7 separate regions of the Mus musculus genome follow, and all the other regions are linked to region 1. The links are chromatin contacts, called in public Hi-C, HiChIP or PLAC-seq and promoter capture Hi-C maps. All regions are on one chromosome and are shown on one strand. The core of a region is the stretch at or near the end of the contact, and the rest is flanking DNA. Distances in the headings are between cores, read along the strand shown. Region 1 holds the start of Myt1l (myelin transcription factor 1-like). Region 2 has its middle 93 kb from the start of Gm31333. Region 3 has its middle 59 kb from the start of Gm31333. Region 4 has its middle 35 kb from the start of Gm31333. Region 5 holds the start of Pxdn (peroxidasin). Region 6 overlaps Gm31333 (predicted gene, 31333). Region 7 overlaps Gm31569 (a long non-coding RNA gene).

The links. Promoter capture Hi-C pulls out the DNA fragments that hold promoters and counts their contacts. A called contact is a pair of places that touch in the nucleus more often than the background predicts. HiChIP or PLAC-seq counts read pairs in DNA pulled down with a chosen protein or histone mark.
Region 2: a contact with region 1 is called in an H3K4me3 HiChIP or PLAC-seq map of embryonic forebrain, with 8 times the contacts expected there. The contact joins the enhancer-like site here to the promoter of Myt1l in region 1. A contact is called at or near these places in 3 of 39 promoter capture datasets (the C10 cell line, cranial neural crest and maxillary cranial neural crest), 3 of 484 Hi-C or Micro-C datasets (B cells, the N1E-115 cell line and cerebral cortex) and 10 of 115 datasets of contacts at active chromatin or transcription factors (SST interneurons, VIP interneurons, astrocytes and 7 more).
Region 3: a contact with region 1 is called in a promoter capture Hi-C map of hippocampal neurons, with 10 times the contacts expected there. The contact joins the enhancer-like site here to the promoter of Myt1l in region 1. A contact is called at or near these places in 7 of 39 promoter capture datasets (cranial neural crest, embryonic stem cells, epiblast stem cells and 4 more), 6 of 484 Hi-C or Micro-C datasets (cerebral cortex, cortical neurons, embryonic stem cells and 2 more), 9 of 115 datasets of contacts at active chromatin or transcription factors (differentiating embryonic stem cells, embryonic basal ganglia, embryonic forebrain and 5 more) and 1 of 9 other capture datasets (adipose tissue).
Region 4: a contact with region 1 is called in an H3K4me3 HiChIP or PLAC-seq map of embryonic forebrain, with 4 times the contacts expected there. The contact joins the enhancer-like site here to the promoter of Myt1l in region 1. A contact is called at or near these places in 1 of 39 promoter capture datasets (frontonasal cranial neural crest), 8 of 115 datasets of contacts at active chromatin or transcription factors (differentiating embryonic stem cells, embryonic basal ganglia, embryonic forebrain and 5 more) and 3 of 9 other capture datasets (adipose tissue, liver and pancreatic islet).
Region 5: a promoter capture Hi-C map of hippocampal neurons shows a contact between it and region 1, with 5 times the contacts expected there. The contact joins the promoter of Pxdn here to the promoter of Myt1l in region 1. A contact is called at or near these places in 3 of 39 promoter capture datasets (cranial neural crest, hippocampal neurons and stem cell-derived epiblast-like cells).
Region 6: a Hi-C map of cortical neurons shows a contact between it and region 1, with 4 times the contacts expected there. The contact joins the enhancer-like site here to the promoter of Myt1l in region 1. A contact is called at or near these places in 5 of 39 promoter capture datasets (the 3T3-L1 cell line, embryonic stem cells, pre-B cells and 1 more), 6 of 484 Hi-C or Micro-C datasets (the N1E-115 cell line, cerebral cortex, cortical neurons and 2 more), 8 of 115 datasets of contacts at active chromatin or transcription factors (VIP interneurons, astrocytes, embryonic basal ganglia and 5 more) and 2 of 9 other capture datasets (adipose tissue and liver).
Region 7: a contact with region 1 is called in a promoter capture Hi-C map of hippocampal neurons, with 6 times the contacts expected there. The contact joins the enhancer-like site here to the promoter of Myt1l in region 1. A contact is called at or near these places in 4 of 39 promoter capture datasets (cranial neural crest, embryonic stem cells, frontonasal cranial neural crest and 1 more), 6 of 484 Hi-C or Micro-C datasets (the N1E-115 cell line, cerebral cortex, cortical neurons and 3 more), 9 of 115 datasets of contacts at active chromatin or transcription factors (SST interneurons, differentiating embryonic stem cells, embryonic basal ganglia and 6 more) and 2 of 9 other capture datasets (adipose tissue and liver).

Annotation. Positions count from the first base shown.
Region 1 is chr12:29,526,619-29,529,999 of GRCm38.p6, reverse strand. It overlaps Myt1l (myelin transcription factor 1-like), which reads right to left and starts at 1,616. Exons shown (of 25, transcript NM_001093775.1): 1 at 1,204-1,616. It overlaps Gm20208 (a long non-coding RNA gene), which reads left to right. Exons shown (of 4, transcript XR_381405.4): 2 at 1,760-1,934; 3 at 2,177-2,528; 4 at 2,866-3,042.
Region 2 is chr12:29,047,602-29,050,982 of GRCm38.p6, reverse strand. No RefSeq gene overlaps it. Among named protein-coding and RNA genes, the nearest start is that of Gm31333, 93 kb to the left of the region's middle. Within about 2 kb of position 1,647, at least 63 of the 459 cell types and tissues checked have an H3K27ac peak or open chromatin away from gene starts, as enhancers often do. A contact at or near this core is called in the N1E-115 cell line, VIP interneurons, embryonic basal ganglia and 2 more, where this site is marked.
Region 3 is chr12:29,081,657-29,085,037 of GRCm38.p6, reverse strand. No RefSeq gene overlaps it. Among named protein-coding and RNA genes, the nearest start is that of Gm31333, 59 kb to the left of the region's middle. Within about 2 kb of position 1,482, at least 57 of the 459 cell types and tissues checked have an H3K27ac peak or open chromatin away from gene starts, as enhancers often do. A contact at or near this core is called in cerebral cortex, cortical neurons, forebrain and 2 more, where this site is marked.
Region 4 is chr12:29,105,720-29,109,100 of GRCm38.p6, reverse strand. No RefSeq gene overlaps it. Among named protein-coding and RNA genes, the nearest start is that of Gm31333, 35 kb to the left of the region's middle. Within about 2 kb of position 1,525, at least 12 of the 459 cell types and tissues checked have an H3K27ac peak or open chromatin away from gene starts, as enhancers often do. A contact at or near this core is called in embryonic forebrain, where this site is marked.
Region 5 is chr12:29,936,320-29,939,700 of GRCm38.p6, reverse strand. Pxdn (peroxidasin) reads right to left here and starts at 1,665. Exons shown (of 23, transcript NM_181395.2): 1 at 1,377-1,665. The coding sequence starts at 1,567. Gm31939 (a long non-coding RNA gene) reads left to right here and starts at 1,714. Exons shown (of 4, transcript XR_001780596.2): 1 at 1,714-3,267.
Region 6 is chr12:29,186,168-29,189,548 of GRCm38.p6, reverse strand. All of the region lies in intron 3 of Gm31333 (predicted gene, 31333), which reads right to left. Among named protein-coding and RNA genes, the nearest start is that of Gm31569, 18 kb to the left of the region's middle. Within about 2 kb of position 1,733, at least 5 of the 459 cell types and tissues checked have an H3K27ac peak or open chromatin away from gene starts, as enhancers often do. A contact at or near this core is called in cortical neurons, where this site is marked.
Region 7 is chr12:29,230,921-29,234,301 of GRCm38.p6, reverse strand. All of the region lies in intron 1 of Gm31569 (a long non-coding RNA gene), which reads right to left. Among named protein-coding and RNA genes, the nearest start is that of Gm31569, 27 kb to the right of the region's middle. Within about 2 kb of position 1,616, at least 36 of the 459 cell types and tissues checked have an H3K27ac peak or open chromatin away from gene starts, as enhancers often do. A contact at or near this core is called in the N1E-115 cell line, SST interneurons, cerebral cortex and 4 more, where this site is marked.

The sequences.
Region 1 (3,381 bases), core at 367-2,866:
AATAAAATGTAATAGTGAAGCATAACTTTAAGGAGAGTTTCAACCAAATGACTTACTATACTACACTGAAGCAATTCAATCATTTATGCTCCTTTGGGTCAATTGAGGAAGGAAAGACAATAAAGTTCTTTGAGGCGGATGCATGCTGCACACTTGTATTTAAAATGCACCATTAGTACTTTGGGTTCATAGTTTGGGGTAGACTAAAAGTTAATCTTATAATATTGTTTTCAAAAGGAATTTTGAATAAAATACTTCCATTTTTAGAGTAAACATGTCTATCTACATGTAAAATATACCTGACTTTCTCACTTCAAAAGCTGCATCTCTTTTATAAAGTTAAACAATTAGAAAGACTCTCTCATGCTTGTGAAAGTGTTATGGGAGCTTTTGTTTGTGGTGTTAGCAAAAAGTATAAACACTTGAACAAAAGAGTTGTTAAACAAATCACTTTATCCCAATTAAATTAACAACATCATGATTGATAGCATATATAGTTTCAAGATATAAGAAATTTGTCGTGATTAAATTAACGCTCTGGTCAAACTCTACTGTATATTTTGTATATTTCACACTCAGGTGAATATTTATATTATTTATTATTTATTCAGATCTACCTGGAAAGTAGAGTGTGAAGACTCAACTTTTTGCTTATGAGGTGATTTTTAAAAAACCATATTCTGCTAGAACTTAGGTGCTGTTTTGTTTTTATGAACTTCAAACATTGAGGTTATTGTTTAAAATCTTTATTTGAGTTTATCAGTTTTATAAACATCAACAAACTTTCTTTCTATAATTAGACCAAGACAACAGTGCCTCAGGAGTAGCTAACATTCCCACAGCCCTTGCTTAAAATCCCTCCTTGTTTGTAAAGTGAAGTTAGCCACTCTCAGGAAGTTACTTCAGCCCAAATCACCGACCTCCAGACATGCAGTAAGTTTTTCGGTTTTCTCATTTTTTTTTATTTCTTTTTATAAACAAAAATCATTGTTCAGGCATGCAATCTATTACCCATTTTTGCTCTAAAGACCAGCTTCTGAGGACTGAAGACCTGTACCTCAGGAACCTCTCAGCCACCAGCCACGCTATAAAAATAACTTTAAAAAGGAACGAACAATAGGTCTGCAGCAGAAGCCATGAGCTACAGCAAAAACAGATCCTGACCCCTGAGTCCAAAGAATTAACCTAACGAGCATCACGTACCTCACACCATGACCACACCGCTCACAAGTGACGGCAAGTTCAATTTTGGTAACTGTGCTGGCTCAAAACACACAGAAAGAAAGAGAAAACCCTTTCCCCCACAAGTGGGAGGCCGAGGAGGACCACGCATAGCACCGAGAGGCAGGGAAGGTTGCTTTTGTCTTCAGCAGCATTGATTTCATAACCCACAGTCCAGGGAATCAAAAAATTGAAATACACCCACCAACAATGGGTGAGAAACCAGGAGGCCTCCAAGAAGACTGCAGGGAGAAGCTTTCTCGCTCTGTTTTGTGTGCAGTAGCTTAGGGGGAAAATGTCGCGCGGGCAGGAATGACACATGCAGCAGGAGAGGCTAGCGGGCCTAAGAGATCTGCTTTACCTCCACAGCCAGCCCCTAATGCACGCAGCTCCACTCATCCTCTCCTAGGCTTTTTTTTTTTTCCACTTTTTTTTTTCACGAGCTCCAAATCCCCGGCATATGACCTTCTGTTAAATAGATAAAAAAAAAATTGCTTATCAGTCATGCAAATGAGGCTGAATTCATTTTCCACAACAGATGGCCTCATAGATAATGATGATGGAAGAGAGAAAATTGAATGTCTCTCACAAGGTGGCCATGGCAACCGAGAGCAGAATAATATCAATAATAAGCTCACTGCATAATAAGGTTGTCAGTCCTACAAATCAAAGTCTGCAGCTAAATCAGGTATACCACCCCAGCTAGTTACCAGGTATGTATGTGTATGTGTGTGTGTGTGTGTGTGTGTGTGTGTGTGTGTGTGTGTGTGTGTGTGTGTGTGTGTGTGTGTGCATCTATGTATACGCTGACCATGAGAATAACCAGCAGTCCAAGCCACTTAATGTCCAGGGGTGGGGTTGGGGGGGGGCGTAGTTGCTAGATAATGAAATGACGATCCTACAATTTGACAGTTTTTTCTTTTCTTTTCTCTTTCTTTCATTATATTTTCTGCAGTAGCAGATACGGTTTCATGAAGGACCGGCTAACTAGCCATATTGAACTGTGGAGTGAGCCTGTGGGTGAGCTCCCCTCCCGCTAGCCTCCTCCTCACTCTCCCCTCTGTGTGCCCTGCTGCATCCTGCCTAGATGCAAGAGCAGCTCACCCGCCGCCGGAGGCTTCCACCTTGGCTCCCAGGGGGACATCCTGCAAAATGAATCAGCAGCCATCCTGAGCAGGCTGATTAAAATGAAAATGGCAAGGCACATGTCTGGGCGGAACTGGAGCTCGGCTTTGTTGCCTGTCTGACAAGCACGCTCAATATAGCTCTTGCTAATAATGGCTTACTGCCTTTCGGTTTTTAAAAAGGTATCACCCTTTCCTCTTAACCGACTGCTACTCGCGTGTGTGTGTGTGTGTGTGCACGCGCGCGCGCGCGAGCGCGCGTGTGCTTCACATGTGTGTGCCACGGGGGTTGTGGGGGGACGGATTGCTCGATTCTAATTTTCCACTGCTCACATGCAGACAGCCCGCCTGACAACGCTGTTATTTTAAAACTGAACTTAGTTGTCTTTCTTCTGAGGAAAGTGATGGTTAAGTCTTGGATGTGATGTGGAGGTTGACAAAAACAGGGATTTCTAGCCCAAGCCTTAGCCACAGAGCTGGGGGGAGGGGGTCATCTAATGCTTGCCTCTTTGGCTCACAGCCCAAAGCTAGAAGCAGCCCAGGTGAAGCCTGCTCCTGCTTGAAGCTTTTCTACCAGACTGTCTCCATTCTCCGGATCTCATGCAGCATACAGTCTGAACATGGGAAAATAGAAGCCACTGAATGCTGCAGTTGGACAAAGTTTATTGCAAATAAATCTCATTTCTTTTCAAAAATTCCCAGGTGTAACTTGAAAATCCCTTTTTTATAAACCATATTTTTAAATATCTATATCAAAAATTTCAGGTTTTCTTTTTTAAGACATTGGGACATTAAATCATTTCATCTCTCTTCCTCAAAGAACACAAAACAAAACAACAACAAAAACCTCCATACACAAAACAAAAACAGCTTGATTTTTTTAAAAACTCATTTATACTGTGCATTTCCTATCCATTCTACTGCAAGTTAAGGGACCATTCAGTGACATTCTCTCAACTGCTCTCTTGGTAACAGATAAATGATTCTGAGGGAGAGCTACCAGCACTGCTCTTTCTTTATCTTCTCCTGTAATCCC
Region 2 (3,381 bases), core at 398-2,897, 480 kb after region 1:
CTCTGCTTCTGCAGCTGACAACAAACAGGGAGAGCTTGGCTCTGTCTGGTCATTTTTCAAGCTCTTTGCACAGGAGTGGCACCTATATCCTCTAACACATTACTGCAGACAGCCCTGCTAGAATACTAAGAGGCTCCTATTGAGATATTTTCTTTTAAGGGGCTCGAAAGAAGAGTCTAATTGAGGGAACTGAGAATGTCTGTTGTGTGTGCATGTCCGGTAGCGGTGCTGAGTTATTAAGCCCAACCAAGCCGGAGGAGTTCAGGGTGCTAGAGGGAGACATCTGTCAAGGTCACCTTGTTCTCTGACTCCTGGCCCAGGCTGGGTGACACTCCAAACTACCCTAGTGCACACTGCAGCAGACTGTGTTTTACCCCAGTGAAAACAGCAGTAAGTAGCTGCCTTGGTTTCTCAGGGCTGGAGCCAATTCTATCTTGGGTGGTTTCTAAGTATCTATATCCTTAAACGGGTCTAACGCAGGTTTTGTGTTACAGAGTACATTTATCTATCAACTGTATAAGGAAATCAGAAAGGTGAGGAAACATATTTATGTTCACAACCAGAGAGAGGAACTATTCACCTGTGCTTTGGGACTTTGTACCTCCAGGTAATGATATGGTCATTATCTTCACCCTCCACAGACCAAAACCCTGGGCTTGGGGGATGCAAGCTAAGTTCTGTGTGGCCAGAATGTATGTTAGTTTCTAAGTCTGGGTTGCAGTGACAAGAGCTCTAAGACATTGGTCTCCTTGTGCCTTTTGGATGGAGCTGCTCACGAAGAAAGCCACTCAACTCCTAGAGCCTAAAAGCACAGAGTCAAACATGTCTGCTGACCCAGACACTGTTGGGAGAATCTTGGCAACAAGGGCTGTCAGAGAGCTAAAGCAGCCATCACATCCAGGAAGCTGAGAGCATGAGCCTTCCTGCTGACAGAGCCACCTCAGGTCTCCTGGCTCTGCACATTTTTCCTCTAATCCATTTTGCCATTGTCCACTGTGGCATGGGTGAACCCCTCCCTCTGGAGGAAAATCTAAATCTCATGTACTGGGGATACAGTCACAGATGCAGCACCAGGCTCTGATACATGCTCTCCTAGAGGGATGCAGGAAGGTTTTGCTAAGTGGCCTCTTCATAACTTTTATTCCTTCATAAACCAGTCCAGGGCCTTTAAAAAAAAAAAACAGCAAACAAAAGCCTTTTGCCCTGAGATAGAAAGCCTAATAACATACAACACTCCCGGGAAGTTGATGGGAAAGTCGTAACAAGGACATATTGCAGAGTTTAATTAAAATTTTAGGTCTATTTAGGCATTTTAAATAAGTAGCAATTTCCCAGCTTTGGGAAAGGAGTAATAAAGTAAGAGAGGTGGGGGGAGAATGGCAGAAATGCTCCCATAAAGTCCCTCATCATTTAAGTGGCACACTCTGCAAGAAAGAGGGCTGCTCAGCTTCGAGGAGGCAGCCACACCATGTGTGAGGTGAAAAGGCCTCCTCTGCGGACAGACTGTGGCTCTGCAGAGAGGAAAGAGCAGAGGCTGTCCCCTGGAGGTCCTGTCAGGCCCTCCCAGAATGCTCTTGAGTGAAGCCCATGGTTGGCCAGCTCCACCCACACGCTCAGAGCTGCAGGGCTGATTGCTGGCCTGTCATTCTTAATCATGAGCAGATGGTCAAGCAACGCCAGACATCTGAGAACCACTTCTAACAAGGAAGCCAGTGACCAGAACAATCCGATGGGAACAAAAGCAATTTGCAGGAAGCAGAGACTAGACAGGAAAAGAGGAACGTGAGAGGGAGGGCCCACTAAAGAGGCCACATTCACGCTGCAGGAATGAAGGGCTAACAAAGAATGCTTACAAAGGGAAAACGATGTGCCGCTCAGAAATAAAACCCAAGGAGGTAGATTTCTGACCACAGTGAGACAGAGAACACTAGATGTGTTCAACCTCGCAATGCAGCCAGAGAAGGGAACCTACACTTTACCAAACCACACCTGCACTTGGACCCCAAAGAGAGCCAGGGTCACAGTACAGGTGATTTTCTGAAATAAGGAGATGGGGGGGGGGTGGGGCACAGTGCTCACTTACGGCAGGATACATAGATGCCAACTCACATGAAAATTTGAACCAATTTCTAGGAGAGGGTTATGAGGTAGTTGTGGTGATCTGCGGTCCTTTAAGACAAAAGAAATGCACACAAGAAATCCCCAGATGCTCCTAAATTGCTAGGTCATCCCAGGAGGAGAACCAGCACTGCTGCTGTGGGGAAGGCATGAAGTACCACAGACACTGCTGCTGTGGGGAAGGCATGAAGCACCACAGACGCTGCTGCTGTGGGGAAGGCATGAAGTACCACAGACGCTGCTGCTGTGGGGAAGGCATGAAGTACCACAGACACTGCTGCTGTGGGGAAGGCATGAAGCACCACAGACGCTGCTGCTGTGGGGAAGGCATGAAGCACCACAGACGCTGCTGCTGTGGGGAAGGCATGAAGTACCACAGACGCTGCTGCTGTGGGGAAGGCATGAAGTACCACAGACGCTGCTGCTGTGGGGAAGGCATGAAGTACCACAGACGCTGCTGCTGTGGGGAAGGCATGAAGTACCACAGACGCTGCTGCTGTGGGGAAGGCATGAAGTACCACAGACACTGCTGCTGTGGGGAAGGCATGAAGCACCACAGACACTGCTGCTGTGGAGAAGGCATGAGTACCACAGACACTGCTGCTGTGGGGAAGGCATGAGTACCACAGACACTGCTGCTGTGGGGAAGGCATGAAGTACCACAGACGCTGCTGCTGTGGGGAAGGCATGAAGTACCACAGACACTGCTGCTGTGGGGAAGGCATGAAGTACCACAGACGCTGCTGCTGTGGGGAAGGCATGAAGTACCACAGACGCTGCTGCTGTGGGGAAGGCATGAAGCACCACAGACGCTGCTGCTGTGGGGAAGGCATGAAGTACCACAGACGCTGCTGCTGTGGGGAAGGCATGAAGTACCACAGACACTGCTGCTGTGGGGAAGGCATGAAGTACCACAGACACTGCTGCTATGGGGAAGGCATGAGTACCACAGACACTGCTGCTGTGGGGAAAGCATGAAGTACCACAGACACTGCTGCTGTGGGGAAGGCATGAAGTACCACAGACACTGCTGCTGTGGGGAAGGCATGAAGCACCACAGACAGAAAGAAACTTTATAGTCTCGGTAACACGGGAAACCCTATAACTGTGAGAGGCAAGGATGACACATGGCCCAAGTCAGACCAAGGGTTTGGTCCATGTGTGCAACCCCTTCCTGGGAGCCTATCTGTGTTTGAAGCTAAGTCAGAATGAGAAGAAAGCATTGCTGCCTTCTAGCACCGAGCCAGGGAACATACATTGACA
Region 3 (3,381 bases), core at 233-2,732, 440 kb after region 1:
ATGTTTAAAAACAAACCACAAATAAATCTAACCAGATTCTCTTTAAAACACATGTAAATCAAATAGGAGCAACAAAATTTCCCACTTTGTTTTCTCTTCTGAATCCCCTATTTGTGCAACAGTAAAAGAACCCAAGGGGCTGGAATTCAGAGGAAGAAGCCACACGGCAGCTACAGCTGACAGTATTCAGCAGAATACTTCAGACTAATAGATTACAGATATTCTCAGGGTACAGAAATGATGTGCCTCAAGTGACAGGTGTGGCAATGACCCCAATCTTATCATTACACAGGGTCCATGTATTGAAATGTCACACAATAATGCATATGTACAGCCAGCCTCATCAGTTGAAAATAAGAGATGTATTAAAACACAAATGTAGGTCATGAACATGGTAGTGATTTCCAGTAGTTAAAATTGATGCTATGCCTGGTGCTTTCTTCTCTCTCAGACCCACTGCTCACACAGAGTCATCACGTGTAAAAAGGACTCTGCTCTGGCCTGTAGCACAAATTGGGGTGTGCCTTCTTCCACATCCTGGCGCCCTGATTCCTTCTTCACGTTGTCATCTGTAACACCCATCTCAGAGACTCTCCATCTTTGCTCACCACCCCACCCCACCAGGGCTCTCTTGACAGAGCAAAAACAAGACACAATTGAACGCATCAAATCCCGCGTGCTAAATCATATGTGAGCGTTTGCGTGCCGTCAAGCAATCAACTTCTCTCTGTCCTCCCTTCTGAAGCCCCCTCTGTATTGCAGCAGAGAATCCAAAGGGTTGCGATTTAGGAGAAAACCCCGGGAGGCCCCCATCACAAGTGGGTGTTGCGGCTCTGAGCTGAGAGAAGCCACAGAACCAGACTGCAGCCTGGCACACGCCGCCACTCTCCCTCTTTCTGCTGCCGATTGCCCACGATGAGGATGCCCGCCCAGGCTGGCAGAAAGTGCTTATCAGAGAATGTTCCCTGGCTGATCATAACTGATGCAGTGTGCTGTGTCAAATCGCTTCCTGTTTCCTGACTGCGGATGAGAAAGTGTGATCAGAGCAGAGAGCCTTTGCAACAGCTCAGAGCCATCACCCGGAACAGGTGCAGTCTCCCTCCATGCCTCCTACTCAGCCTGGCTGACACCCACCCCCATCCGGGGCTGGTCTTGGCTCACTGTAGAAAAGCTGTGGACTGGTTTGGGGAGACACTGAGATAGACTCCACAGCAAATAGCTCCCCCGGAGCAAGCTTGTGGGTCTCAGCTTCTACAGGATGCCAGCTTGGATTCTGCAGGACTCTCCATGTGAAGCTACTAGGTCTAAGAAAGCACCTCCTTCCATGGATGACCTCAGCGTGTTCCTTCCACCTCACTACCCTTGCTCATATTCATCATCAATCTTCGTCCACTTAGGGACCTCCCTTGGAGCAGGCACTCAGACATGCTCTTTGTTTTATTCTCATTCTCCACATGAACAAAAGGAGCCTCCTAGAAGTAAACAGTGAGGTCATATGGCTGTAAGCATCAGGGCTTGTCCTGGACACACTGCCCTAGTGTCCCTACAGTGTCCTCCCATCTGCCTGCTGTACCTTACCCAGCATCCACTAAGTCCCTCTCATTTGCTATTGTTACAAGTGCTAAGCTGCAATGGATTTTAAAACACTGATCACTCTCTCTGTCATTACACAACCGCTACCGTTCAAATGAATGGAGCTAGACCTAAAGTTAGACAGCTAACAAAGGTGTATCAGATAGAAAAGGGGGCAGTAAGTAAGGAAATGTAGACAGACTGGGCTACGAGGTCATGGCAGGTGAATGAGCCTCCCTGGGACAGAAGCACCAGAGGGAAGACAGAAGTTTCCAAATATGTCTGGAAGAAGAGTCTCCCAGAAGATGCACTGTGGGGTGCCCACATGAAGAGACAGGGGAGGGACTGAGGAAGCTAGGAGGATGAAGACAGCCAAGGCCACTGTAGGTGACAGTGAGTTCCCAGGGAATCAGACACCGCAGTGAAGACCTCAGGCGTTTTTTTTCCTGGGTTTGACAGGCACTAAAAAAAACGTTCCGAGCAGCAAGCCAAGGAGACCAGATATTGTTGGACTAGGACTTAAATCTTCAAGAGCAGCAGTTGAGAAACTCGGGAGACTGTACCAAAAAATCCAGGGGAAGGTAATAGGCCAGGGTGGTGGGGAGCCAGTTAGCGCTGAGTTCTTTTCAGGTAGCAGGGTAGGAAAGCCCAGAGCTTTGACAGCTACAAGTCACCGGCTTTCATAAAGCAGGCACAAGCCCAGCTTGGGAACTTCAGAAATAATGTGTGCTTGGAATGAAGCCCTTCTTCTAATGCAGGAAAGCCTACTGAAGAAGAAGTGAGATGGTGCCATGCCCCACCACCGAGGGGCATGTCCACTTGCCCCCTGCCAAGGCACACTCCCATCACTGTGCCATGCACTTTGAAGCTCTGTTTGCTTTGCTTTAGTTTGTTTTATGCCTTCTCATAAGCAATCCAAACCTTGCATTTGGGGCATCCCCTCCCTCTGCTTTTTTACTGATTCTGAATATCACTATATATTTTACAGTCTGAGGCAGTTTTTTTTTTAATTTTATGTAAGTAGAATTATAGTCTCTGTCTTTCTTCATTTCTTTTCCTACTCATGATTCTTTTGAGATCTATTCATCTGGTTTCTATTGATTTGGTCTGTTGGCTGCTCTGCTGTGTGCCACCCGTTTTATGTGCAGGCAACAGCTTCTTCATTTCCCTGCCAAAAGGCACCCAGGTCATCCCACCAAATCACAAATGCTCCACGAGTATGCAAAGCTTCACGGCCTGCATGTCTTTACGCACTTTGTAAGACGGTGTGTCATTGTTATGAGCCAGGAAATAGAACTTCTGGGTCAGTGGTACTGTCACATTCCACTCAGATCTTTTCAAAGATTTCACGAAAGCAAGGGTCCAGAGTCACCTTGACCAGCAGAAATGGCTCCTGTCTCTGCAGCGGCTACCCTCACTAGAATCAAAAGCTTCTAATTGACCATCCCCTTCCTAATAACAAGTCCATTACCAGGATTTTAAAGTTTCAGCCATCTAATGATTATGAAATATGCCTTGTTTATTTCATTTTTAAAATCCCCAGCTTATGTGGCTAGAGCGATGGCATAGCTAAGAGACGGTAACTGCTTTACCAGAGGACCTAGGTTTCATTCCCAGCACCCTCTTGGAAGCTCACAACCATATGTAACTCTAGTTTTAGGGAACCCAACACCCACTTTTACTTCCAAGTGTACCAGGCATGCACATGGTACACAGTTGTGAATGCAGCCAAAGCACCCATACAAATAAAATAAAAATAGTGAATTTTTAATTTAAAAGATGTTCAGCTTACTAGAGAATCTGTATATG
Region 4 (3,381 bases), core at 276-2,775, 420 kb after region 1:
TTCAAATGAGTGAGTCAGTCCTCTATGGTAGGTACTTCATCATTTGCAGATGAAGACAGTGAGGCATGAGGGGTTAGGTGACATGGCCCTGATCACTCAGTCCAGGCAGGTACAGGCAAGGCTAGGCAATGACTGAGCATGGCTACTAAGGCTCACTTATGCTTAATACACTCCTGCATGCCATCCATGTTCTTGTATCGCATGCCTTGTGTACATGGACCTCCTCTGATCATTAGAACAGCTCCATGGAGTGGGAAAAATGATTCAGGCATCACAGAATGTGGTAGACAAAGATATTAAACCCTAATGAACCCAGTAAAAGGAAAACTAAGCCTGTGAGTGATAAGGAACGGTGCCCAGTGCTTAGAGGAGCATCCCTCAGATACATAAGGTGACACTGCCCCTCACCCCACCCCACCCCACCCCACCCCCACATATACACAGGAAATACATGCTGCCTGACCCACACAGTGTTCTAGAAGAGCCACACTACAGGGCTATTGCACAAATTCCTTCCCCTGATGACAAACAGAGGTATAATTCTACCAAAATGCACTCTGGGGAACAATTGCATTTATTGGGCTTCTTTAAAGAGTGGTGGGTGAGGGGCCCATAGAAGCATGAGTAGCCTTTAAGCAGACACACTAAAAGGTCTCTATCCAGTGGGGTTGATATCTCCCCCATGGCCATATAGATGGAACCCTCCTCCCTAGTCTTTCCCAGACTATACACCTCTAGCCCCTCCCTCAGGCCACCTCACAACTGGAATACAAATGCATAGAATTGGCTGGGGGAATTGATGAATACAGGGTGAGGGGTCTGTGACCTGCCCCTGCCCATCTTTCAGTAAGCAATGAGGAAATCTCAATAGTCAACAAGCCTGACTAGGATCTTTTGCAAGTGGGCATTGCTGAACCCATAAAAGTGGTGGCCGTTTGGCTCAGTATGATAATCCTGAATGACAAAGGAGCACAGGTCAGTTCCCACCAGGGCCAGGGCATATTAGCTACCCATGAGACAGCTCAATTTGGGAGGTGGACATGTTCTCTCTAGAATGACAGTGGAAGTAGATACACAAGTGCATGTTATCATCCTTTAAATACTGGATTTTATTATCTGAAAAACCACATTCAATCAATCCAAATGCATGGCTTCACCAGTTATACTATGTATGCATCGATAGATTTAGGCCTGGTCCTGGACACAGAGTCCTTCAGAAAAGCCAGCCAGAGCCTGATCTCATGGCACAGGCTTGTGCAGCTTCTTGTGCTCCAGAGGGCTGCTGGGAATTTCTGTTCGTTCAGCCATTATCCATCATACTTTCTGCAGCCTCACGGTTAGCAAAACTGTAAGTGGGGAGACTTTTCTAGACCTGGCACTCACACACTGCTGCAGATCAGAGGGCCCACTGTGGATAGACACATGGGAACACCAGTGGCATTTCTGAAGAGGACATAGGCGGTGGGGGTGTGCGTCTCCCCACACTAGCCCTTATTAGCATTCTCATCAACACCTCCGCATGGATTAGTGAGGATCCCATGTTCCCACAAGGGACCTGCTCGTATTGAAGGAGGCAAAGCCTGGCTCTGTTTACACTCTGCCTTGTGCATTCACAATGAACCGCACTGGCAGAACCGCATGGTCGGCAGCATGGGGAGGGGACTTTACCTAGGTCCAAGGGAGACACCACACATCGAGGCTGATCCGCTCTTGCAGCACTGAGTCCTAAACACCTCTGCCATATTAGCAGGACTAAAAGCATGGTGTCCCTCAGGTCTTAGAGGGGATGCAAGCACAGTTTCCTTTTCAGTATAAATCCCCATTGTTCTTTTCACATCAGGCAGAGCTAGTTAGAGGATACCGGTAGTGATGAGAGGAAAAAGGTGTGTGTCAGACTCTCCCCCACTGTTTCAGTTCAAGAGGACAAAGAGCTCAGGTGTTGCCAATTCCCACAGCCATTACTCTAAGTCAAGAGCAAGACCATTGGCTGGGCATCTGTTTTATGGCCATTCATTCCCTGTGCTGTTATTAACCCTGAAGTATCTGATACAGTCCTCATCCCCACTGTCACACAGGCAGACAGTGCAGTTGGCTATCAGGAGATTTACTTCTAGAAGTGTGTGGACGAGTTCATGTTGGAGACAGTCGGTACTTCCCGAGTAGCTGCGTTCGCCCCAGCTGTCCGCACTCTACTTTGAGCTTCACAAGAACCCTGTAAGCTATGACATGTGGCAGAGAGACCTTCTCTACATCGGAACTCTGTGTCCTCTGCAACATGACCCAGAATTGACGCTGTTAGTTTCAGATTGCTGACATCTGGGACAACCTCCTGGTCCCATGTGCCCCACGGAGCTACACAATGTGTTTCTGAGAATGGAAGTGAGCAGAGATGATGTGCAGCAGCTCCTGGCAAGGCTTTGGAAGAGTGAGTGGGGCTTCATCTTGTGCTCCTCCTTCTAAACATGAGCAGAGGCCTTGTGGGACCTTGGACCACCATAGCAATGAGATAGAAGGCTCGTCTTCGGCTGCCAGCTCTCTGTGTGTATGTGTGTGTGTGTGTGTGTGTGTGAGAGAGAGAGAGAGAGAGAGAGAGAGAGAGAGAGAGAGCGCTGCTTCGGAGACTGACTCTGTCTTTTCTCCCATTACAGAAGCCTGGAGTGAAGACATGACCCGACCTCTAAAGGAGTTAGCCCCACCGCACAAGAATGGCAGGACCACACAGACCGAACAAGATGTCCCTCGGAGATTCAGTGTCGGTGACTGATGCCTCACATGGCAGCAGCAGATCCACCCTGCCTCCAGGCACGGAGGATAGACTGACTCACAGGAGAGTGGTGGTATCTGCTGGATCCCCAAGATTTCACCAGCTTCTGAGAGCAGCTGGATAACTAGAGTAACTAGAGTGTCTCCCATTCCTTAGAATAGGTTTTGTCTTCCCAAACAGTAATCATGCATTCCTACCTGACCATGGGATTTTTGCACCCAGAAACTAAAGCAGTTGAGTCCTACAAGAACTCATCAGGAAGGCAGTAGGCAGGCTGTGCATCCAGCCAGCCATGTTGGGCCTCCAGAGATAAATGCGAACTGACATTCTTCTACAGTTCTGCTTGGCATTCATCGGGCTCTTGGGAAGTATTTGTTAAATATGTGGGGTTTGTTTTAAGATGAGAATCATGGTTGGAATGCAGATCAGTTGTCAAATGCTTGCTTAGAGTTCACAGGGCACTGAATAGGTCTGATCACCAGTAGGAAAGAGATGTAGATAGGAGAGAGGGAGGAGGAGGATTTGATCACGAAATGAGGGCATCCAAAAATTATACCCACTGTCATTATCATTGCATGAAACAAAATATTCTATAATCAGCAACATAGGAAGGCTGG
Region 5 (3,381 bases), core at 416-2,915, 410 kb before region 1:
TGGGAACAGTCTGAGAATCTGACTTTGCCCAGATGTGAGAAATGACTCTAGGGTCCAAGTTTTGGCCATTGAGTCACTACAGAAATTCTCTGTATTTGGAGACGTTCCACTCTGGCCCAGTTTAAAAAGTTTATTGGTTTAAAGCACACTGTCTGTCCTCTCAGATGCAGCCTTGGCTGACCATCCACACCCTCTGGAATGGAAGCCTTATTTAGCTCTCTAGAGGACTAGGCTAGGCATTCCCACCCCAGACTGGCCGCGTGCGGCCCGCACAATCTCCCCCAGAGGAAGTAGGACACCCATGCACTTTTAGAAGTGAGAGCCCTGACCGACCGCCCACTCCTTGAATAGTTCCCTCAGATTTTTATAACTTTCGCAGGCATCCTCAGAGATGCCAAAGTCCTCCAGCCCAGCCACAAAAAAGTGAAAACTCTTTTTGGAATGCAGAAGTGCAGCTGCAGGACCCTGAATTACAGTTGGCCCCTAAACGCATGCCTTCCTTCACAGAACCAAATCTCAGAACACACAGAGGCCTGCAGCCAACTCTGCAGCACTGGGATTCCTTCAGATCTGGGGGCTTTCGGTGAAGGCGCAAAGCACAACTCCAGGTGAAAAAGCCAGGAAGTGGAGGACGTCTGCGAAACTGACCAACTGAGTAGAAACAGCAAGAGGAGAGTCCCAGAGCTGCTCAGAACTTGGCCACCCGCACGATGGTGGGCCCTCCATGGCACCTGGAACGCCAAGCTTCTTCCAAGCAAAGAAAAAGCTCCTTACAAGGGCTGCGCCCAACAGAGTCCTCAGGACACCCAGCGAACTTGAAGGCTCCAGCGCAGAAGCCGATGGGAGTACACTTGGCGCTGTGGCGCCGCGGGACCCAGAATCTGCAAGAGGTTTCCTTGGCGCAGGGTGATGTGGGGTGGGCATCCTTCCAGAAGGAGGAGAAAGGGGGGCAGGTACACTGATGGAGAAAGAAGGGGTCGGAGGAGGGACGACCCAACCCCAGGCCTGCGCTTTAGAGAAGAGAGAGGGAGAGGAACCCCGAGTGGAGAGAAAGTTGAGAAGACACCGGAGGGAAGGCCAGGCGGGGAGGGCTCGAGAGACGCGCGGGGCTTTCCCTGGCGACTCCCTACTACTTCCCGGTCCAGCGGGAGATTCCGAGTTTGAACAAAGGCGGCTCCCCAGGCCGCGCGCTAAGCGCTCAGGTCCGCCCCTGGCGTCCTAGCCAGGACGGACAAAAGGCCCAGCACACCCTGCGCCGGACGCCGGGGTAGCCCACCTCTCCAAACCAGTACCCCTGCCCCCCAAGATACCCACGCCCCTCGATCCCCCTGAATCGCACGTCCCGCAGACCCCAGCGCCCTCCGGGCCGCACTCACAGGATGGAGGTCTGCGGCGCCACGGCGGGCACGGCCTCCAGCAACAGATGCATGCAGCGCACGGTGGTACGGAAACACAGGCAGCGGCTTGGACAGCCTGCCCCTTGCTTCGAGGCGACCACCGCCATGGCCCACCAGGCAAAGCACAGCAGGAGCGCCAGCAGGCAGCGGCGCGTGGGGCGCACGGCCATGGCAGATGGCGCGGACAGGAGCTGGCACGCGTGAACAGCAGCGGAGGAGGCCTCGGCGGGCGCGTCCACCGCCGGCTCCCAACTGAGCCCTCCGGTCCCCGGCCCACGTCCCAGCTGTGCGCGGGGGGCGGGGAGGGGGGCGCCAGCTGTGCACATGCGCGTGGCTCCGCCCCCTCTTAGCTTCGCAGAGGGCGGGGGCTGGGCAATCACCAGGGCCTTGGTGTCTGAACCTAGCGACCCTTCTCGGAGGTGCAGCAGGGCCTCCTTGGACTGCAGGACCAGTGCACACAGACTCCACTGTGGGGGGCTCCTAGAGGTGCAGAGGTGTCGCTTGGGACAGAGATTGGATCCCTGATTCTGCTTTTAAAACTGCAGTACCACAACAAAGTTACCCCACATCCCTTTATCATCCTTTCTCCCTGTATCCAAGGGTTTTGTTGCTAGTAATACCTTTTTTGAATACTTACAAATTTTGTTGTGTTCTAGGAAGTGAGCTTTCGCGGCACTGCCTCTTTTGCCTCCGTGCCCACCACTGTTCCCACACAAAACATCTATCTCTAGTTTTCCTCGTTCCTACTTGAGAAACTGAGGCACAGCAACCTCCCCACCCCCCAGTGCACAGCTTGTGGGAAGGCTGTGCTGCAGAAATAGAAGCTCCCTAGCGAGAGATTCCTGAGGTCTCCAACATTCACCGCCAATGAGGAACCCTTGTGGGGAAGATGGGATGGCTTTTGCGTGGACAGCGTTAAGACAAGGGAAGCCCTGAGGTTAACATCAGAGTGTACTCTGCAAGATTGAATGCTGACACTTTATACAGTTCTCTGATTCTCCCTGGGGTTCCAGTCTCTCCATTCTTCAGCCAGGAAGGCCAGGTTAGGCAATACAACCAAGGGAGCAGAGGTCTTAAATGTGAGGTTTGGAACTGGAGCCCAGGTGTGACAGTTGATCCTGATTCTCAACTTGATTGGACTGAGCACCTAGGAGAGTATAAAACTCAACTCTGGGGGAATTTATAGAAAGTTACCTAAAAGGAGAAGACCTACTAAGAACCAGAATGACACCCATAGGTTGGCAGTGTAATAGGATAGATGGAGAGGAAAGTCCAACAGCCCAGGTGTTCCTTCTGTGATTTCTGGCTATGTAAAGGGAGTTACCCAGTTCTGCCAGGCCTTTCTGGACAGGCAGACTGAAATCTCTGAAACTCTGAGCCAACACAGATCTTTCTCTCTTAAGTTTTCCCTCCGTGTTTTGTTACTTTATTGAAAAAAAAAAAAAACAAGACACCAGATGTATCTTGACCTGCAAACTACTGTGTTTCCACTCTGACTTGGGCATCAGGGTACTGCCCAGGGATGGGGTCACACTCAGGCACTGTCAGGAGACTTCCGATGCACTGTGCCAGGCTGTACGGTGGGGGAACTGGAGGCTGTTGGAGGAGGCTCCAGTTCCTAGTCACTGGGATCTCTCCATGACTGGAATACCTCCGACCACCTGCAGCATGTATTCCAGAGAGAGATCGGGATTCAGGCCTTCCTGCTAAACTGCCAGCATGCTATCACTTTCCAGGCCACACTCCTGAGAGTAAGAATCGTTCAACCCCAAAGCCTCCTGAGAGGCTGCCCACCCCAGCAGAACAGACCTTCACTGCCTGGAGCTCCTGCAGAAGCAGATCTAAGTTTCCATGAGGGCAGAATTCCCAGGTATGTATTGCAGCCGAGATGAGCACAGGGCAAGATGGAACAGTCAAGCCCGTGTACTGTGATAGAAACCAGACTCCTATCTGCTGCAGTTAGTACAAGTCAGGAGCCCGATGG
Region 6 (3,381 bases), core at 484-2,983, 340 kb after region 1:
TAGTACACAGAAGTCATGAAGCATCGACATCATAAAGTATAGAAGCTGTAAAGAAGTCATTGTATATGAAACCGAAATGCATAATTCATGGATGTCATGGTGCACTGAGATCATAACACATGGAAGTTTTGGCACATGAAAGACTTGATTGATACACAGAAGTCGTAATACATGGAAATCACAGTTGTCTTGGTCTTGGTTAGGGGTTTACTGCTGTGAATAGATACCATAACCAAGGCAACTCTTACAAGGACAACATTTTTTTTTGATTAGGTATTTATTTCATTTACATTTCCAATGCTATCCCAAAAATCCCACACACACTCCCCCACCCACTCCCTCACCCACCCACTCCCACTTCTTGGCCCTGGTGTTCCCCTGTACTGGGGCATATAAAGTTTGCAAGTCCAATGGGCCTCTCTTTCCACTGATGGCTGACTAGGCTATCTTCTGATACATATGCAGCTAGAGACACGAGCTCCGGGAACTAGGGCTGATTTACAGGTTTAGAGGTTCAGTCAGTTATCATCAAGGAGGGAGCATGGCAGCATCTAGGCAGGCATGGTGCAGGAGGAGCTGAGAATTCAACATCTTGTTCTGAAGGCAAACAGAAACAGAAGTCTGGCTTCCAGGCAGCTAGGATAAGGGTCTTAAAGTTCATGCTCATAATGACACACTTCCTCCAACAAAGCTATGCCTCCAAATAGTGCCACTCCCTGGGCCAAGTGTATTCAAACCACCACAACAGTGGACAGAAGCCATAGTTCATACAAGCCTTGATTCATAAAAGCTGTGATGTTTAGAAGCTATGCTATACAGAGGTGGTGAAATATAGAAGTCTTGATAGAACTCATGGTGCAAACATAATGGTCTGCCTAGCAGTCCTGGGTCCGGCCCTTGAGTTCCCCTGAACATAACCATACCAGATTCTTAGAGCTTCTCAAGTACATGCCTAGAGTCCTTTAACATCATAGTCTGGGCTTTCCTTCCTCCAAAAGAAAGCTCCTGGCATCCCTCTTCCAGGTCTGATTCTGATCTCTCTCAAGGTCAAGTCCTTCCCTGCTCCCTTCAAATGAATGCCTTGTCCTTAAAAGGTAACATGAACCTCTCCATGCTGTACCTAAAAAATCTAGGTAATAGCAACACGCCCTTCCTCTCTCCTACAGGACTACCAGAGCCTTGAGGACAGAAAAAAAGACTCAGACCTTAAACATATGAAAATGCATCTAGCATAGATACACACATGCAAAAGATAAAATAAAGTCAAGATGGGACAAGCACTATTTGCCTACCAGCTGGGCTCAGGAGACAGGGCTAGGCAGTGTGCCTAGTGCTGCGGTTTTTGTAGGATCCCCCCCTTTCCCCTTGGTGATCACTGTTCTCATAGACTACAAAAGCTTTCCATCCTTCATAAAATAGGCCTGCATGATATCACAGAGCAATCTGGGCCCAGGGATGCCCCAGGAGAAGTGGGTATTGCTCTGCTTCCTAGTGTCTTTTTCTGAGAATATGGCACAGAAACAAACAAACAACAACAAAAAAGCAGGCTCTGGTGGCAGGCAGACACGCCCTTTCTGGAGTCTGGAGTCTCTAGGTTTTGTTCTAGGAAACGCTGCAGGAAAACAAAGATGCTTGAAAGACGAGATTGGAAGGCTTTGGAGACCAGAACTGTGAGATCAAAGAACTGTAAAGCTTTTGAGGTGAGGTGTATAAATGGAAACTAATTAATCTGAAGGAGGAGTTTGCTGCGGTATTTGAGTTTGCATGAATGCCATCTGCTGGGAGCTCACAGAAGAGGTCCCACAAACAGAGAAGCCCAAGAAAACATCTTAGAAACCTGCATTTGCCTGTAACTGGTACTCTTAGACTCAATTACATTGCAGCATAGGTGGCTTCTAATTGTCTTAGCTCTATCTTCACTTTTGGCTGGGAGACAAAGCATCAGGGAAGGACTGACTGAGTTGAATAAAGCACCAGACTCAATCCAGAGGTGCGTTCAAGTCTCGGGCAGGCATCTGCTTACAGGTAGCCTTGAGTGAGCTGCTTTGCCTCTGGATCTCAGTCTTCCTCCGTACCATCCACACAGGGCCATGATGAACTGGTGTGTCCAAAAGATAGCCCACTGCGGAGTTCAAAGGCTCTGTAAGTGTCAGCTGCTACTGTAGGAACTGAGTTGCGTTGGTAATTCAGAAAATACTGCTGAAAATAAAAAACCATAAATCCATATTGTCTGGACTGTTTACACCTGTGTATTTGAGTCCTGGCATTTTATTACCTAGCTTCAGCAGATACTGCAGCATCCTATTGGTAGAGTTTGACATGTAGCATCATGTACATTTGTGTCACTTTTACAAAGTAGAGGGGATGCAGGCAATAGTGTACAGGACAAGGCTATGGAGATTCCAAGCCTGAAAGACTCACACCTTCTGGAGTATGTGCAATATACTGAACACACTGTCTAACATAGGTGACCCTGGATACATAGAGCTGCCCCATATTGTAGTGATATACTGAAGACACAGAGATGCCCTCATGTCATAGCTGATACTAGAGATGCAGGGATGTCCCCATGACATGGTAGCACTGAAGATACCAATGTTCCCATGGCCTAGATGACACTGGGGACACAAAAATGTCCCCATGATATAGGTGACCCTGAAAACACAACAGCCTAGTTGGATCCTGATGACATCAAGTTCTGTGCAGCCACATTCCTCTCCTGACTCTATGACTCCTATGGTGATCAACTGGATCAATGGCTTTCATGGCAGGAATCTCCCTAACTGCTTCCTTGTTTAATGCTGATGGTTAATCTTGAATGTCAACTTGATTGGGTCTGAAATCAACTAATAAATAGGTACCTGGGTGGATCTGTGAGGCATTGCCAAGAACAATTAACTGATTGGGGAAAAACCTTCTCCTAGAGAGAGTGAAACCTTCTGGCAAATGACCTAGATACAAAGAAATCTGAGGAGAAAGTCATGCTGCTTGCTTGTATAGTTTCATTCCTTGGTTATGAGTTTATCTACTTGGCTCCTGTACTTTCTTTGTTGCCTTCAAAACCCAGTTTCTTCCACATACCAACACACTCTTCGGACCATGGCTTTCCAAGAACCCTCCAGGCCTCTAGCACCAAACTAGGACTGCCAAGATATCTGGCTTCATGGACTGAGAACTGATGGAGCCTCTCAGCTTCTCTAGCATACACGTGACCATCATTGGATTATACCTTTTATAATATATGTTCATTCTGTATGTCCTATACCTCCAGAGAACACTGACTAGCATATTGTCCAGCCCACATCATCATTGGTGCGGAGGTCTCTGTGTGTGTGTGTGTGTGTGTGTGTGTGTGTGTGTGTGTGTGTGTTGCTGTTGTTG
Region 7 (3,381 bases), core at 367-2,866, 300 kb after region 1:
GAGATGGATAAAGATGGGGTAAAAGCCCCTTGTCTTGTTAGATTGGTGCATCAGCATCTGAAGACTCTGGTGGAATCATGGATTTACTAAGAGCAGATATCAGGTAGCTGTCATAACATACCTGTCCAAAGCATTGTCTCCAGTCAGCTAGTAGGAAGTTAGTCATGTATATTATACAGCTGCATGCTCTTCAAAAGAAATGTTATGTAAGCTAACTAAGAGTGAATGAATCTAGCTGGCTTATTCAGGATTGTTCTCTTGCTCCATTCTATGATAACACTTTGCTTTGAATGGATAACAGATCAAGAGGCCAGAGTTTGCCCAGAGATGTTTTATCTCCACCTCAAAGCTTCCATATCACGTCTACAGGCTTCTACTTTCAGAATAATGAAATTAGTTTCTTTCTGTGCTCCTTTTAATAACTAAGCCACATAAAGCAATTCCAAATCAAATTTGAACCCCTTTCAAAATGGCGTGTGGCTAGATGAGAAAGCTGAGGGTGGATGGGCAGAGAAGCAACTGCATTTGGGGCATTTGGAGCCCCATCATAAGCCCCAGAAAGTGAGAACCAACCAACAGGTCATAATTAAGAAGCCTCCAAAGGGCAAGAGACACGTGGGGCATTTTTTCCTATGCAAACAAAAGAACTGGGTTCTTGGCTTGCCTCTACCCCATGGTTCAGTCTTGGCCCCACCTCTGAGTGTCAGACCATATGTCAATGTCCTCCACAAGTTCTGTGATTAGCACACATTCTCTAGGGGAGAATAGAGCTCTACCATGGAGAAGCTGAAGCTTTGTGAGAGGCGGATGTGAAATAGGAATAGCACACACACACAAACAAACACACGCTTGCGCACACACACACCTGCACACCAACTTACAATTATGCAGTGTCCACACAGCCCTAGCCTGCTGGCCTGTGCTGTGCTACCATACCTCCATCCTTTCTATAGCTGGCAGCCCTATCAACTACTTATGATCACAGACATGATCTCAGCAAATTCACTCTGTATTTGTCCTGTGGAGAGAATGGCTTAGGGACCCCAGGCAGCTCTGTGGGAGGCAGCGATGCTTTTAGACAATCTCATTTGCATGAGCAGAGTGCTGTGTCTCTGGGAAGATGAAAGGCTACCCCTCTCTGCTCATGCTTCCCTGATCAGGCAGCGGCCAGGCACTGACTCTTATCAAGAGGAGAGAGGGGCATAGCAGCACACTCTCGCCTTCTCTCTCTTGCCCAGAGAGTCTTTGACTGCATAATTGAAACCGAGGAAAGGAAAATTCACAAAAGCGAATGGCACAGATGTTTTCATCCCAGGTACCTCCAATAACTCCAAAGGCCCTCACGAGCAGAGCCTGTGCATATATTTCATGCCTGGCTCGCTGAGAATTAGCGTTAGAAATCATCGTTGTGAACGCAGGGAGCTGGATGGATTTCAATCCAGCTCAGAAACCAGCCACTTCTGTTGCCGGATGTCAGCCACAGTCACATCAAGGCAGATATCTCTGCAAGACCCGCAGAAGCCGAAGTGTCACTTTTGACACAGCAGCTTGTCCCTTTTCCCTGCTCAGCTGACAGCACGCCCAGTGTCTGCCTGTTGCTCTGTACCGAACAGACCCAGGTGCCCAGGCTGAATCTCTCTGGGAGATGTCAGCTCAACTCTGTGTTTTGCATGGCAGAGCTGCTGGACCAATTGATTTGCCTGCCAGCCGCACTGGCATGCAGGAGGAGATGTGTGGCAGGAACATCCACAGAAAGCTGAAGCCTCCTTCAAAGGAAGTCACATTGATTTTGGAGAGAGAGAAAAGTGGGGGTGGGGGCTCAGCCTTGCCAATACTGGAATCTTTTTTTTTTTTCACTCTGTCTAGAGTAGCAGGAATACCTGGGCAATCTGGAACCAGATCACCATGGATACCACAGATGTGACCCCTGAAGACTTGTTTTCAACATTTTACATACTTTCATATGTTAAAATTTTTGCCAATTTTAGTTACACGGACGAAACCTCAGCACAGAGAGGAAGAAAAGCCACCAAGCAATGTGCAACTGTCCCTTCCTTTCTGGCCCTTTGTGGGAGGGAAAACTCCCTTCTTTTCCTAGGGTGAGTTCTAGGTAGAATGCCTAACTGGCCAATAAGGATAGAAGACCACCTTTGTTGGGGATCAGTCTGGTGTTGCTGTGTATTCAAATGTTAAATTCTATACCCCAATATCTGTTGCCCCAGGTGTCTGCTGTGCAACTCTTGCTCCTCAAGTTGCTTGGTCAATAAAAGGCTAAAGCCTGGGATTGGGCAGTAGATAGATGTAGGCAGCTTTTCAGTTACCTGCCTGGGAGTCACAGGTAGAGAGGAAAGAAGAGGAGGAGGAGGAGGAGGAGGAGGAGGAGGAGGAGGAGGAGGAGGAGGAGGAGGAGGAGGAGGAGGAGGAGGAGGAAAGGAGACAGAGAGAGGAACAAGCAACCATGAGAGGAGATGAACCATGAGCACATAGCCGGGAGAAACAGCAAGGAGCAAGGGACACATGGCTGAGATATAAGCTAGAATAGCTCCCAAATCTGCCTGATCTAGGCTTCCAGCTTGTAAATAAAATTCCTAGATTGTGTGTCTCTCATATGGATTAACTAGAATCTATAATTCCTTTTATACACTTTTGTCCTACTGCATTGCAGCAAACATATGCAAGGTAGACAGCTGCTTATAGGGCACAGAGCAGTGCAGAGACATGCGTCTGTAGGCTTTGTGTACCTAAAGATGAGACATGCGCTCATATGTGTGTGGCCAAGGGCGCACACTTCAAACGTGTATACACAGGGTACTTATACAGTTTGGAGTCAGATGACTAAGGGCTGTTTCACTGAGAACATGCTCTATAGGCTCATCACCCAGCTTCTGTGAGTTATGTATCTTTTCACAAGATAATGGGCATGCTATCCCTACCCCTCAGATGTGCATTGACATCGAAATTGTCCGTCAGACCCTGAAAGCGGGGGGGGGGGGGGATGTAGCCACCCTTCCCCCTCACCTCAACATCCATCCTTGTCTTCACACTCAAGCACACCACTGCTTTCCTAACTGTGGCCTCTGGGAATATGAGGCCAGACCAGCTTCCCAGCATAAGGCTGGGGGTGCATGCTGGGGAGGCGGAACAGTGGCAGTGGATAGGGTCCGGTATGCATCGTTCTACCCTCATGGAAGCCCGCAGAAGGCTGTGGTTTGGTGTCCATCTTGCCAATGCAACAAAATGCTGGGCATCACCCAACTTTATGAGTGTTTTATTCTTTGAATGGACATGGAGCATCATGGCCTACAGTAGCTAAAGTACACGTCACCTGGCCCCAATCAGGAAGCAGAAGATGTGCCCCTTGGCTTGTCTCCTAGTCTATGT